Regions from separate parts of the Sus scrofa genome. Here region 1 is linked to region 2. The links are chromatin contacts, called in public HiChIP or PLAC-seq maps. All regions are on one chromosome and are shown on one strand. Each heading gives the region's core, a stretch centred on a gene start, on an enhancer-like site or on the middle of the called end of the contact. The rest is flanking DNA. Distances are from core to core; before and after follow the strand shown.

What was found. HiChIP or PLAC-seq counts read pairs in DNA pulled down with a chosen protein or histone mark.
Region 1: an H3K27ac HiChIP or PLAC-seq map of alveolar macrophages shows a contact between it and region 2. The contact joins two enhancer-like sites. A contact is called at or near these places in 1 of 47 Hi-C or Micro-C datasets (epiblast stem cells) and 1 of 2 datasets of contacts at active chromatin or transcription factors (alveolar macrophages).

What each region holds. Positions count from the first base shown.
Region 1 is chr9:48,527,893-48,534,109 of Sscrofa11.1, forward strand. The region is part of intron 7 of SORL1 (sortilin-related receptor); the gene reads left to right. Among named protein-coding and RNA genes, the nearest start is that of SORL1, 96 kb to the left of the region's middle. Within about 2 kb of position 4,644, at least 1 of the 83 cell types and tissues checked has an H3K27ac peak or open chromatin away from gene starts, as enhancers often do. A contact at or near this core is called in alveolar macrophages, where this site is marked.
Region 2 is chr9:48,373,247-48,379,152 of Sscrofa11.1, forward strand. The region is part of intron 2 of LOC106504896 (a long non-coding RNA gene); the gene reads right to left. Among named protein-coding and RNA genes, the nearest start is that of SC5D, 19 kb to the left of the region's middle. Within about 2 kb of position 2,790, at least 19 of the 83 cell types and tissues checked have an H3K27ac peak or open chromatin away from gene starts, as enhancers often do. A contact at or near this core is called in alveolar macrophages, where this site is marked.

The DNA of each region.
Region 1 (6,217 bases), core at 3,394-5,893, 160 kb after region 2:
CTTGATTTTGTCAGTAAAGTTTTATTGAAACACAGCTGGGCTCATTTGCTATGTGTTGTCTGTTGCTGCTCATCTGTTACAATGGCAGGAATGAATAGTTGCCTAGAGACAGGATGACCCACAAAGTATAAACTATTTCTATACAGACCTGCATAGGAAAAGTTCCCTGATCGTTGTAGAGGCAGGATTCTGTTCCCCTTTCAGCTGGCCTCAGGCAACCAGAATCTCTAATGCAAGAGCTTCGCAAGTCTGAGGCATCACCCTTCTTGGAGTTTAGGGGATCGGCCTCTCTAAATTGCTCTGCTGTGTTCATGCCAGAGTGTTCCCTTTGGGATTTTATGGCTACTTTGGATATCTTGTGTGCTGCTGATTTCTCCAGAGGACTCATTTGTGCTTTCACTCTTCTGACCAACGAACCACTAAGGTCACTCTTGGACACCAACTTCTAACCATCATTATGCTAATTTAAAGTCTCTAATGCTGATAGTGGTAACAGAAAAACTTAGTAATTTGCTTCAGAATTGTGGGCTTCTTCGTGAGAGGTCAGCCAGTCATAGTTGGGGGGTGTGAATTGTAGGATAACTGACCAAAATGAGACTATTGACAAATTATTTGAATTATGTTACTTAAGCGTATCCAAACAGAGACCTAGGTATAAACATTTGAATGCTTATAACTCATATACAGCAATAAAGCTCAAACAGGGAGCTCCCTGGTGGTCTAGTGGTTAGGATTAGGATCCAGTGCTTTCACTGTTGTGGCCTGGGTTCACACAGGAACTGAGTGGAACTGAGATCCCACAGCAAGCCACTGCACATTGCGGCCAAAAAAAAAAAAAGCTTGAACATATTATGGATTAAAAATAAAACTGTAGTACCAAGAAATAAAATATGGCAACTCCTCATATCAGAGTAACCCCTTTTCAGGGTTTTTTGTTGTTGCCTTTTGTTAGTATTATTGTTGTTGCCTTGTTTTGTTTGGTGAGTTCATTAATTTTGTAAAGTTTGCATCCTTCGCTGTGTCTGCCTGTTGAAATACTGACCGTTAGCAGTCAGCTAATGATTGAGCAGAGATTTCCTTAAGTGCTTTGAACCATTCTTCTGGCAGTCTTTGCTGCGGGTGTGTTGGGGACATGCTTTCAGTACCTTCTGCAGCTCTGCCTTAGCCTTCACTTCTTGTTTTTGTTAGACTCTCAAGGTTATCAGCTGGATGTGATGGACCAGGCTCTTTTACCTCTTTCCTGAGCATACGTACAGCCCTTACGTGTGTGACCTTATAGATTTCCTGGAATATATCAGAGCTTATCAGAGCCTCTTCTGGACATTTTTCCATTTATGCTTTTTAGCTTGCCTCTTGTTATCGCCAAGTGAGATACTATTTCTCCAGCTGCTCTGGAGGTTTTTTTTTTTTTTGGTCTTTTTAGGGCCACACCTGTGGTATATGGAAGTTCCCAGACTAGGGGTCGAATCAGAGCTGTAGCTGCTGACCTACACCACAGCCACAGCAACTTGGGGTCCAAGCCTTATCTGCAACCTACACAACCGCTCACGACAATGCTGGATCCTTAACCCACTGAGTGAGGCCAGGGATTGAACCCGAGTCCTCCTGGATACTAATCAGATTTGTTTTCACTGAGCTGCAGTGGGAACTCCACGCTCTGTGTTAAAATATTTGCCACTTGTCACTGTTTCCTATAAATGCCTGGCTATAGGTCTGTTTGTACAGTGAGCTGAGTCAGGTTATATAAAGAGAGGACCTGAGAATGCAGCTGTCAAGCCAGCCACCAGGCAGATCACATCTGACCGTCTTCTGGCTGTGGGGCATCTGGGAAGCTCCAGATTTGTTCTGTCCTTGCTGGTGGCTGCTGGGCTGCTGGTTTTCACAGCTATTATAGCTGTGAGGCTGTGAGTTTCCCAGGCTACGGCATAGCTAGGGAAGAGGGATGGGGTTAGGACAAGTTAAAACATCACCAAGTTAGCTATTCTTACCAAGCTTCAGTCATTGTCTTGAATAAATAAAGGCTGCTTGGGTTTTTGTAAGCCTTTATTGAATTTTCAGGATTCTGAAAAAGTTGATTTTGAGAAATTTTTGTTAGTGTTCTTGTGGTTTTCATGGATGAATGGGTTTTTAGAATTCCTTACTCTGCCATTCTGTAAGTGCTTTCAATTAATATTAACTTTGCAAATGGTTTATTATGGACATTTTCAAATCTACATAAAAGAACGGTTTGTACTGATATAACCTCCCCCCCCGCCCCGTGCCCTCATTCAATCTCAATATTATTTACCTTTGCTAATCTCTTTTCAGCTGTCTCCACACTACTTATTTTTTTCCTGGACTATTTTATTTTTTATTTTTTTGGCTACACCTGTGGCATGCAGAAATTCCCGGGCTAGGGATCGAACCTGGGCCACAGCAGCAGTCCGAGCCACAGCAGTGACAATACCAGATCCCTAAACCACTGAGCCACCAGGGAACTCCTGTCTGGCCTATTTTAAAGCAAATCCCAGATATATCATTTTATTTATAAATAATTAGGTATAAACAATATGAATGTAGATGGTACTTTGCTGAAACTTTGTTAGTGCTTCAAGAGAAAAGGTGGCAGTGGATGTTTTAGCCGAGTGCCTCTGAACTGATGTCTTTGTCCACCATCAGGCTGTGGGGCCCCTCATTTTTTTCCCCCACTGATTTTCTCTGTCAAACTTTCAGTTGAATGGCTCACTGTGACACCCTTTGGCCTTCTCTTGGCAGGAATATGTCATTTATTCAATTCCTTTCTGCTCTTTTCTCCTTCCTTCTCATTTCTTTTTGCTGCGGACATAATCGCAAACATCAGTGTAAATACACTCTCTGAAATTCAGATTATTCACATTCTTGTATTTATTTTTTACTTATCAGAAATGAACGTCCAATGAAAAAACATGATAAATTCGCAGACCCTGTAATATTGGCATACATTAAAACATTTAAATAATTCCTAGTTGTTTGTGAAGGGTATGTGTGCTGGTTAGATATATTAACTAGAATAGCCTTTCAGGAAGGCCATTTATACTCTCTATCAAAAGTTTGACCTAGGAATTCTAAGAAGGCAACTATCCTTCAAATACTACAAATATTCTTGTGTAGCTGTGAAAAGGGTAATATATACACGTATATTCATTGAAGAATGCGTCTGAAGATAACTTAAATGCCCATCAATAGCTGTAAGTGAAAGATGTCTAAGATGCACTATTGATGGAAAAAGTTTAATTGTAGAATGATACTCTTTTTTGTTTGTTTTGTCTTTTTAGGGCCACACCCTTGGCATATGGAGGTTCCCAGGCTAGAGGTCGAATTGGAGCTGTAGCTGCCGGCCTACACCACAGCCAGAGCAATACCAGGTCCTCACCATACCGAGCGAGGCCAGGGATCGAACCCACATCCTTATGTGAACTAGTCGGGTTTGTTAGTGCTGAGCCACAACGGGAACTCCATAGAATGATACCCTCGTTAATGAAAAAAGTTGAGTTGCACAACAGTATTTCTATCACGATCTAATCTGTACGTGAAAAAGAAATTTGCACATGTCGGTTTGGCATTGTGTTCAGCTACCGGTATCAGACTAGACATAAAAGCAGCTTAGCCAGCACAGAGGTTTGCTTTTCTCTCATCAGTGCTGCCTGGAGGTAGGCCGTCTAGGGCTGGTATATTGTTACCCTGGTGTTATAGGGACCCAGGCCTCTATCTTTCTGTTCTACCAGCCAAATTAATGATTTCTATTCTCAGAGTTTCCTTGTGGTCTAAGATATTTGTTAGCCTTCCATTCTCTTGGCTGAATGAGAGGCAGGCAGGCCAGCATAGGACCCCTTCCAGCCGATTTGGTGCCTTTAAGCAGCTTTCTTAGAAACTCAGCACAGCATCTGTTTGCATCTCCTTGTTTGGGACTCAGTCACATGACCACCCAGAGTTGCAGGAAAGGAAGAGAGCCTTAGACTTTTATTAGGGTGGCCATCCAGGACCTGTTGCTTGGAAGAAAGGGATGATGGATATTGGGGTAGGTAAATGTAGCACTGTCTGTCACTATGTAAGTGTGCCCAGGGGTGATGGCACCAAGTTTTTTTTTTTTTTTTTTTTTTTTTTTTTGGTCTTTTTGCTATTTCTTGGGCCGCTCCTGCGGCATATGGAGGTTCCCAGGCTAGGGGTCGAATCGGAGCTGTAGCCACCGGCCTATGCCAGAGCCACAGCAACGCGGGATCCGAGCCGCGTCTGCAACCTACACCACAGCTCACGGCAACGCCGGATCATTAACCCACTGAGCAAGGGCAGGGACTGAACCCGCAACCTCATGGTTCCTAGTTGGATTCGTTAACCACTGCGCCACGACGGGAACTCCCACCAAGTATTTCTAAAGGAACAGCCCAGAGTCTGTTACTGGTGGCCACTTTGGGAGTAGAAAGGAAGCGGAACGTCTCCATTTTACCGGTATCTGTCTGCTGTTGGGGTGCTTTTCATGAGTATGTTTCACTTTTATGATAATTATGGTAAAGAAGAACCCAGCAACCAACAAAAACCTCTAGTTTATTAAGACATATCTTACAGGCGTTCCCTGGTGGCCTGGCAGTCAAGTGGTGGTGTCATTGCTGTGGCTCCGATTTGCTCTATGGCCTGGGAACTTCTGTATACTGTGGGTGTGGCCAAAAAGAAAAGGAAATACAGCTTACAATCAACAGTGCGCCACAGTTTCATTGTTAATACTTTTCTTGGTGGTAGTGAAATATTAAAATAACTCTTTCATGAATGTATTAGGAGTAAACCTAATTATCGAGATTTAGGACTAACTCTCTCAGAAGGAAGTGGGATGGATGTGTTCAGAGGCTTTTCATGACCTTCGTATTCTGTGATTTTTTTGCATTTATGCCTTGGTTTCCATTCTCTGTTCTCAGGCCTCCTAGCAGCCGTCATTAAAAACATTTAATAATGGGCCTGAGTGTCACTGAGAAGAATGGCTCCTTTTCTAAGGTCTAACTGCAGTAGGGAGTAATGAAGAAACATATAAAGCATAAAAAAAGTGTTTCATTGATATCTCTGTATTTACATAAATTCATAAGGATTTATATAGGTGATACATCAACTGACCTTTTTATTTTTTCTCAGCTGACCTTTTTACATAGCTATAAAACTTTATTGACTTAAGGAGGGCTTTGGGGATGTACACATAGCAGTTTTGCTGGGAACTCTTTTCTTATTCAGGGAACGCATTTTGTGTTTTCAATCCATTACTTCTTCAGCGCCATACCGAGGACAAGCTAAAGCTATTGTGTGGTTTTCAGGGTACCATTTTGGAAAGGCAGTCTTTTATGCTTCCCTACCTGGCCTATTTAAAAAACCTACTTTTGGAGGTCCCTGGTGGCTCAGTGGGTTAAGGATCCAGTGGTGTCACTGCTGTGGTGCAGGTTCAATCCCTGGTCCAGGAACTTCTGGATGCTGCAAGTGCGGCCTAAAACAACAACAGCATAAGAATTAACTACTTTTTTTTTTTTTTTTTTACCTTTTTAGGGCTGCCCCGTGGCATATAGAGGTTGCCAGGCTAGGGGTCGAATCAGAGCTGTAGCCACTGGCCACAGCCACAACAACACCAGATCCAAGCGGTGTCTGTGACCTACACCACAGCTCATGGCAACGCTGGATCCTTAACCCACTGAGCCAGGGATCAAATCATCATCCTCATGGATGCTAGTCAGATTTATTTCTGCTGAGCCATGACAGGAACTCCAGGAATTAACTACTCTTAACCAGTGTTCAGTGGTGGCTTTTTTTTTTTTTTTTTTTTTTGTCTTTTCTAGGGCCACTCCTGCGGCATATGGAGGTTCCCAGGCTTGGGGTCCAATTAGAGCTGTTACCACTGGCCTACACCACAGCCACAGCAACACAGGATCCAAGCCGTGTCTGTGACCTACACCACGGCTCACGGCAACGCCGGATCCTTAACCCACTGAGCAAGGCCAGGGATCGAACCCGCAACCTCATGGTTCCTAGTCGGATTTGTTAACCACTGCGCCACCACGGGAACTCCCTCTGTGGTGGCTTGGAAAAAAAAAAAATATATATATATATATGTGTGTGTGTATAAATATATACATATATAAATAAATATAAATATATATATAAATATATGTGTACACACTCACTGCTACTTTAATAAAAAATAACTTCATGTTCATCCCCTTGTCCTTCA
Region 2 (5,906 bases), core at 1,540-4,039:
CATATAATTTATTCTCTTTTTGAGGATTCCAATAAAGGTATTGAAGGGATGAATGAACTCAAAAGTGTTTCAAGTTATCCATGCACTGGATGTCTTAGTGCCCTTAATTCTGTAACTTAAAATTTTGAGACCAGGAAATTGCCAAGGAGAACATGAAACAAGTTTAAGGAAAAAGGAGCTTCCTTACCTTGTCTTCCTAACTTCTTCAAACTCAAAACACTTGACTGGAAGTCATATCATCATTCACTGCTTTCTATTATCTGTCATTGTTATTTGTACCCTGTTTATTCTAGACCCCACCTAGATTCTTTTAGAGACCATGTGTCCTTACAGAATGCTCAAGACAGGGTTGAGGCTTGATAGTACTTTACTGAATGAATTAATAAAATGATGGAAATGTCATTCTCTTTAACATAATGAACCCCTCTTAAGTGCAGATATTTAATCTGCGGAATGTTAAATGCCATCTTTTTAGCCAACTCATTTCTCAATTCTCCATTTGCTGACGTTTGCTGAGTGCCTCGGGGGAGTTAAAAGGAAAGTAAAGAGGAGTTCCCTTCGTGGCTCAGCGGTTAACCTGAGTAGGATCCATGAGGATGCGGGTTTGATCCCTGACCTCGCTCAGTGGGTTAAGGATCCTGCATTGCCGTGAGCTGTGGTGCAGATCACAGATGCAGCTCGGATCCTGCCTGGCTGTGGCTGTGGTGTACGCCAGCAGCTGTAGCTCTGATTCAATGCACGCTTCCATATGCTGTGAGTGTGCCCCTAAAAAGCAAAAAAAAAAAAAAAAAAAAAAAAAAAAAAAAAAAAAAAAAAAAAAGAAAGAAAGAAAAGGAAGTAAAGAGGAATCGAAGACGGTTCCCACATCAAGGAGAGAGGCTCTCCTTTTTTCTCTCTCAGAGTTGTACTCGCACTGGAAACAAAACCCTCTGGTACTGGACTCTGACCATACATGGGTCAGTAATACAAGAACTGATTAGGGGGTTGAATGAATCAGTGTGGAGTTATTACATAACGCACTGCTCTACATACAAAAAAAGATCCTCAAAATTATTCATTGATTACACCAAGAAATGACAACCCTAGTAGGATATTAACTTCAGCTGGAGGGTAATTTGTCTCAGAGGCATTATAGACGCTCAGAGCTTTAAACAGTTTAGAGTCTCGTCTCTGCCATTTGCAGATTGTATGACCTTGGTTTCTCCATCTGTAAATTGATGAAAATACTGCCTACCTAATAAGATTAAATAAGTTAGAAACATTCAATTAAATGTTAACAGAGCCTATTATTCATGTAAATTGTGCTTAATGCCTCTTCTTTCTAGGTTCAGTGATTATTGTCATTATACCTAGGGTAAGCTCTTGATAGAAATCAGTTGCAGGGAGAAGAAAGCCTAGATGTTTAGGCCTTAAAATTGGAGGATAATTACAAAACAGAAATAGACTGACAGACATAGAGAACAGACTTGTGGTTGCTAAGGGGGAGGGAGGGAGGAGTGGGATGGACTGGAAGTTTGGGGCTAATAGATGAAAACTATTACAGTTAGAATGAATAAGCAATGAGGTCCTACTCTGTAGCACAGGGAACTACATCCAGTCTCTTGGGATAGATCATGATGGATGATAATACAAGAAAGGGTGTGTGTGTGTGTGTGTGTGTGTGTATTTATATATGACAGGGTCCCTTTGCTATATAGCAGAAATAGGCACAACATTCTAAAAAATTGGAGGATGGAGTTCCCCCTTTGGTGCAGCAGGAGCAGCAGAGTCTCTGGAGCTCTGGGACTCAGGTTCAGTCCCCAGCCCGGCACAGTGGGTAAAGGATCTGGCATTGCCGAAGCTTGGATCTGATTCCTGGCCCAGGAACTCCATATGCCACAGGGTAGGAATAGCCTAAAATAAGTTATTAATTAATTAAAAAATTTAAAAGTTGGAGAGTAAAAGACATGAGGTGAACTAGAGATAGGGGATACAGGGGAAAATCATAAGTAAAGCTATGATTTTCCATCGTGGCACAGTGGAAACGAATCCAACTAGGAGCCATGAGGTTCCAGGTTCGATCCCTGGCCTCATTCAGTGGGTTAACGATCTGGCGTTGCCATGAGATGTGGTATAGTTCACAGATGCGGATCGTATCTGGCGCTGCTGTGGCTCTGGCATAGGCCAGCAGCAAAAGCTCCGATTGGACCCCTGGCCTGGCAACCTCCATATGCCGCCAGTGTGGCCCTAAAAAAAAAAACAAGATAAAAAAAAAAGTAAAACTAAAATCACTGACTGAAAATTTTCTTTATAAGTGCTGTAAGATAACTAAATTATTTGTTGCTAAATAATTTTAAAAGTGCATTGCCATAAACTATAAAACCAGTCTATAAGATTTTCATATAAAGTAGGGGAAACTTGATTTCCCTAAGAAGTAACTTTGTTAAGAAAGATAAGAAGAGGAGTTCCCATTGTGGCTCAGCAGCAATGAATATGAAAATTTGAACATTAGGACAAGTATCAAAAGACTGAAATCATACAAAGTGTATTCTCTGAGCACACGGAAAATCAATAACAGAAAGAGATAGGGTATTAAAAAAATACATTGGTTCAAGTACTGGTTCCTTCTTTTATAAGGATTAAACCTTTCCAGTATCCTAAACAGCTCCCAATATTGAGTTTGCATAAGACATTGTGCAGAGCCCTTTACATGAATTATCTCGCTTAATTTTCAACAGATTGGCACCAGTCCTGGCATGCCCGCAGCCTAGGCATGCCACCACCTACCAGCAGGCCAGCTGCCTTAGAAACTCCTGAGCCCCCAGCCCACCACATGGCCCGGCCCCACCCCCTGGTGGACTGACACTAACCCTAGGCCCAGTGAGGCTCTGCTAACTTTGTTGGTATCCAGGGTGCTCAAAAGCAGGCTCTCACCAGCCCCAGGCCTCCTTGGGCCCCAGCCCCACCCATCTGCAGCCAACTCCAACCCAGGGACCACCAGGGCCCTGCAGCCAGAGATTGTGGGATCTGGTTCCACCAGCTGGTAGGCCAGCTCTAACCCTGTGTCCTCTGGGGCCCTGATGGCTGGAAACAAACACCTGGGTCTTGGCTTGCGTCACTGTATAACCATGGTCAGCTAACTTACCTGTCCAGGTCTTTCTCACTTAAAGGAAGAGTCCTTTTCTCACGAAATGAACATATCTCTTATATATTAGGCATTGAATACACGAATGAATATTGACAAGTGTGCAAAACACAGGCATGAAAGCTAGAGTTGCTTTGAAAGCCTAGACTAAAGGTAAATATAATTGGAGGAGAATATTCATTGTCATAGACCCTACAATTTTGTTCTTTCCGGTGGGTCTTTTCCTCCCCTATTATTTTGTTTTGTTTCGTTTTTTCCTGGCTGAGGCTGCGTAGTTTCTGAGATCTGACTGTAGGTGGCGCAGTTATACTTTGCGCATGTTTACAGCAGCAAAAGCAGAAGCGCCCACCCTTCATGTCTAGACACAGGACGTGCACGGAATCATAAAATCTTCGGACAAGAGGGCTCTGGAAAGGTCATCTACTCCCTCCTTGTCTTTAGAAAATCTTTCTCCTCAGCCAGGAGATGATGCACGCTCTCTGCTATATTCCTTTTAGCTGCATTTAAAGCTCTACTGTTCATTCCCAGCCATGTAGTTTAGGATCCACAACACCAAAATACGCCAAGAAACAGCCCCCAAATAAAATCCAGTGTGTGCTTGTGCACACTTCCTTTCCCTGTGGGATTATGTACCACTCTTTTTTTTTTTTTTTTTTTTTTTTTCTTTTTAATGGTGGCTCCTGAGGCAGTTCCCTGGCTGGGGGTGGAATTGGAGCTGGAGCTGCCAGCCTATACCACAGCCACGGCAACACTGGATCGAGCTGTATCTGTGACCTTTGCTGCTGTTTGCTGCAATACCAGATTCTTCACCCACTGAGCATGCCACAGATTGAACCGTCATCCTCATGGAGACTGTGTAGGGTTCTTAACCCACTGAGCCACCCTGGGAACTCCCTTTGGACAACTCTTGGTCCTACTGGAGATCAGGGTGGTTCTTGACATTCTGATGATTTAGTAAATGTCATCTCTGGATTCTCATGAATTATTTTGTCTTCGGTTGAGATTTCTCAGTATCTGGGGTTCTGATATAGAAGGGGAAAACATTAGGCAAATTTATTTTCAAAGTGGCAGGTCTGAAAATCATTAAGACGAGATGTGGACAGATGCAACCTCCTCACAGGCCCCCGGAAAACCCCATTCCTGTGACTTGCCTCTCACCCAGAAGCAGGTATATAAAAAGATGTATTTCAATTACATGAAACTAGCATGCTCCTGACAGTTTTCCTACGAAGTGAATGTCTACATAGCTAATCCTGTTTTTCCATCAGTAATCGCAGAGTTTTTCCCCTCCTTTGAAAAAATCTGGGAGTTAATAAAGCCACATTTAAGGGTATATGAAATATTTTTTAAATGTTTAAAGGGCAATATTTTCATGATCAGCTATTAATAATAATACTCCAAGAAGATTACAGAGCACATGTGCAAACCACCCAGCAAGACTAAAGGGGGAAAAATGCCAGGAGTTATTTGAATCAGATGATGGACACATTCTGCATTAAACACTCACCCAGTTGTCTGCAGCTGGAGAATAGCACAGCTGTCTTTGGCGTTGCAGCCTTTTCCTTCCCAATTTTATTAAAGTGCTTAATTGTTTTGCAGGAATGGGTTGGTCTGGAAACAGCCGTTGATTCACAAATGGGAAAACACAGGGGCTATCTTCCTGAAGCAATGTGAAAATTCTCAAATATGTTCAGATGATGTTATTATCATTTAGGTAAATTTGTTCATTCAACTAGTACAGAGCTGTGAGCACCTAATATATACTGGGTATTGGGCTAGAGGATAGAGCAGTGAACAATTAAACATAAGTATCAAAAAGTATAGTGAATATTGTCATAGGAAATGTGCAGAAGTCAACAGGACCTAACCTAGCCTGGAGGTGAGGCCAGGTCTTCTGAAAGGACGCTACGCTTAACCAGAGATCTGAAGATGACAGGTGGGTGGGCCAGCAGAGGAGGGCTCCAAGTAGGAAGCATTGGATGGAGGAAGGTTGAGAGTTCAAAAAGAATGGACCACTAGAGACAGTGACGCTGGTCTAGCATGGCCAGAATTGCATGAGGACACTGGAAGAAGACTGAAGCTGGAGTGCAAGGTCAGGCCAGATTCTAGGGAGATTCTTTTTGACCAGCAAAGGGGTTTGGTTCTATCCTAAAAGCAAGGGGACAATATTGATGAGTGTATTCAGTGACATGATAGGGTGAGATCTGTGTATGACAGGTATGTTGCCAGCTGTGCGAATAGAAGGGTGAAAAGAGAATAGGGATTTTAAAGCAACATATAAATTTTTTTTTGTCATTTTAGGGCCACACCCGCGGTATATGGAGGTTCCCAGGCTAGGGGTCCAATCAGAGCTGTAGCCACTGGCCTACACCACAGCCACAGCAACGCCAGATCCAAGCCTTGCCTGCGACCTACACCCTAGCTCACAGCAATGCCAGATCCTCAACCCACTGAACAACGTCAGGGATCAAACCCACCACCTCATGGTTCCTAGTCAGATTTGTTTCCACTGCACCACGATGGCACCTCCAATTTTAATTTTTTTTTTAATGTTAATAAAAGCCATGGGAGAGATGGCCCAGAGAGTGGGTGCTGAGTGAGAAAAGGGCCAAGGTTAGAATCCTAGAGAGTATTTGAAGGACAAGCAGAGAAGAAGGAGGTGGGGAAGAGAAGAGGGGAGGGGTTAGGAGAACCAATAAAGGAACTTGGAAGGAACCAGACACGAGATTATCCAGGAGAATGTTGCTTTGCAGGAGTCAAGGTAAGAGATTGCTTCAAAAAA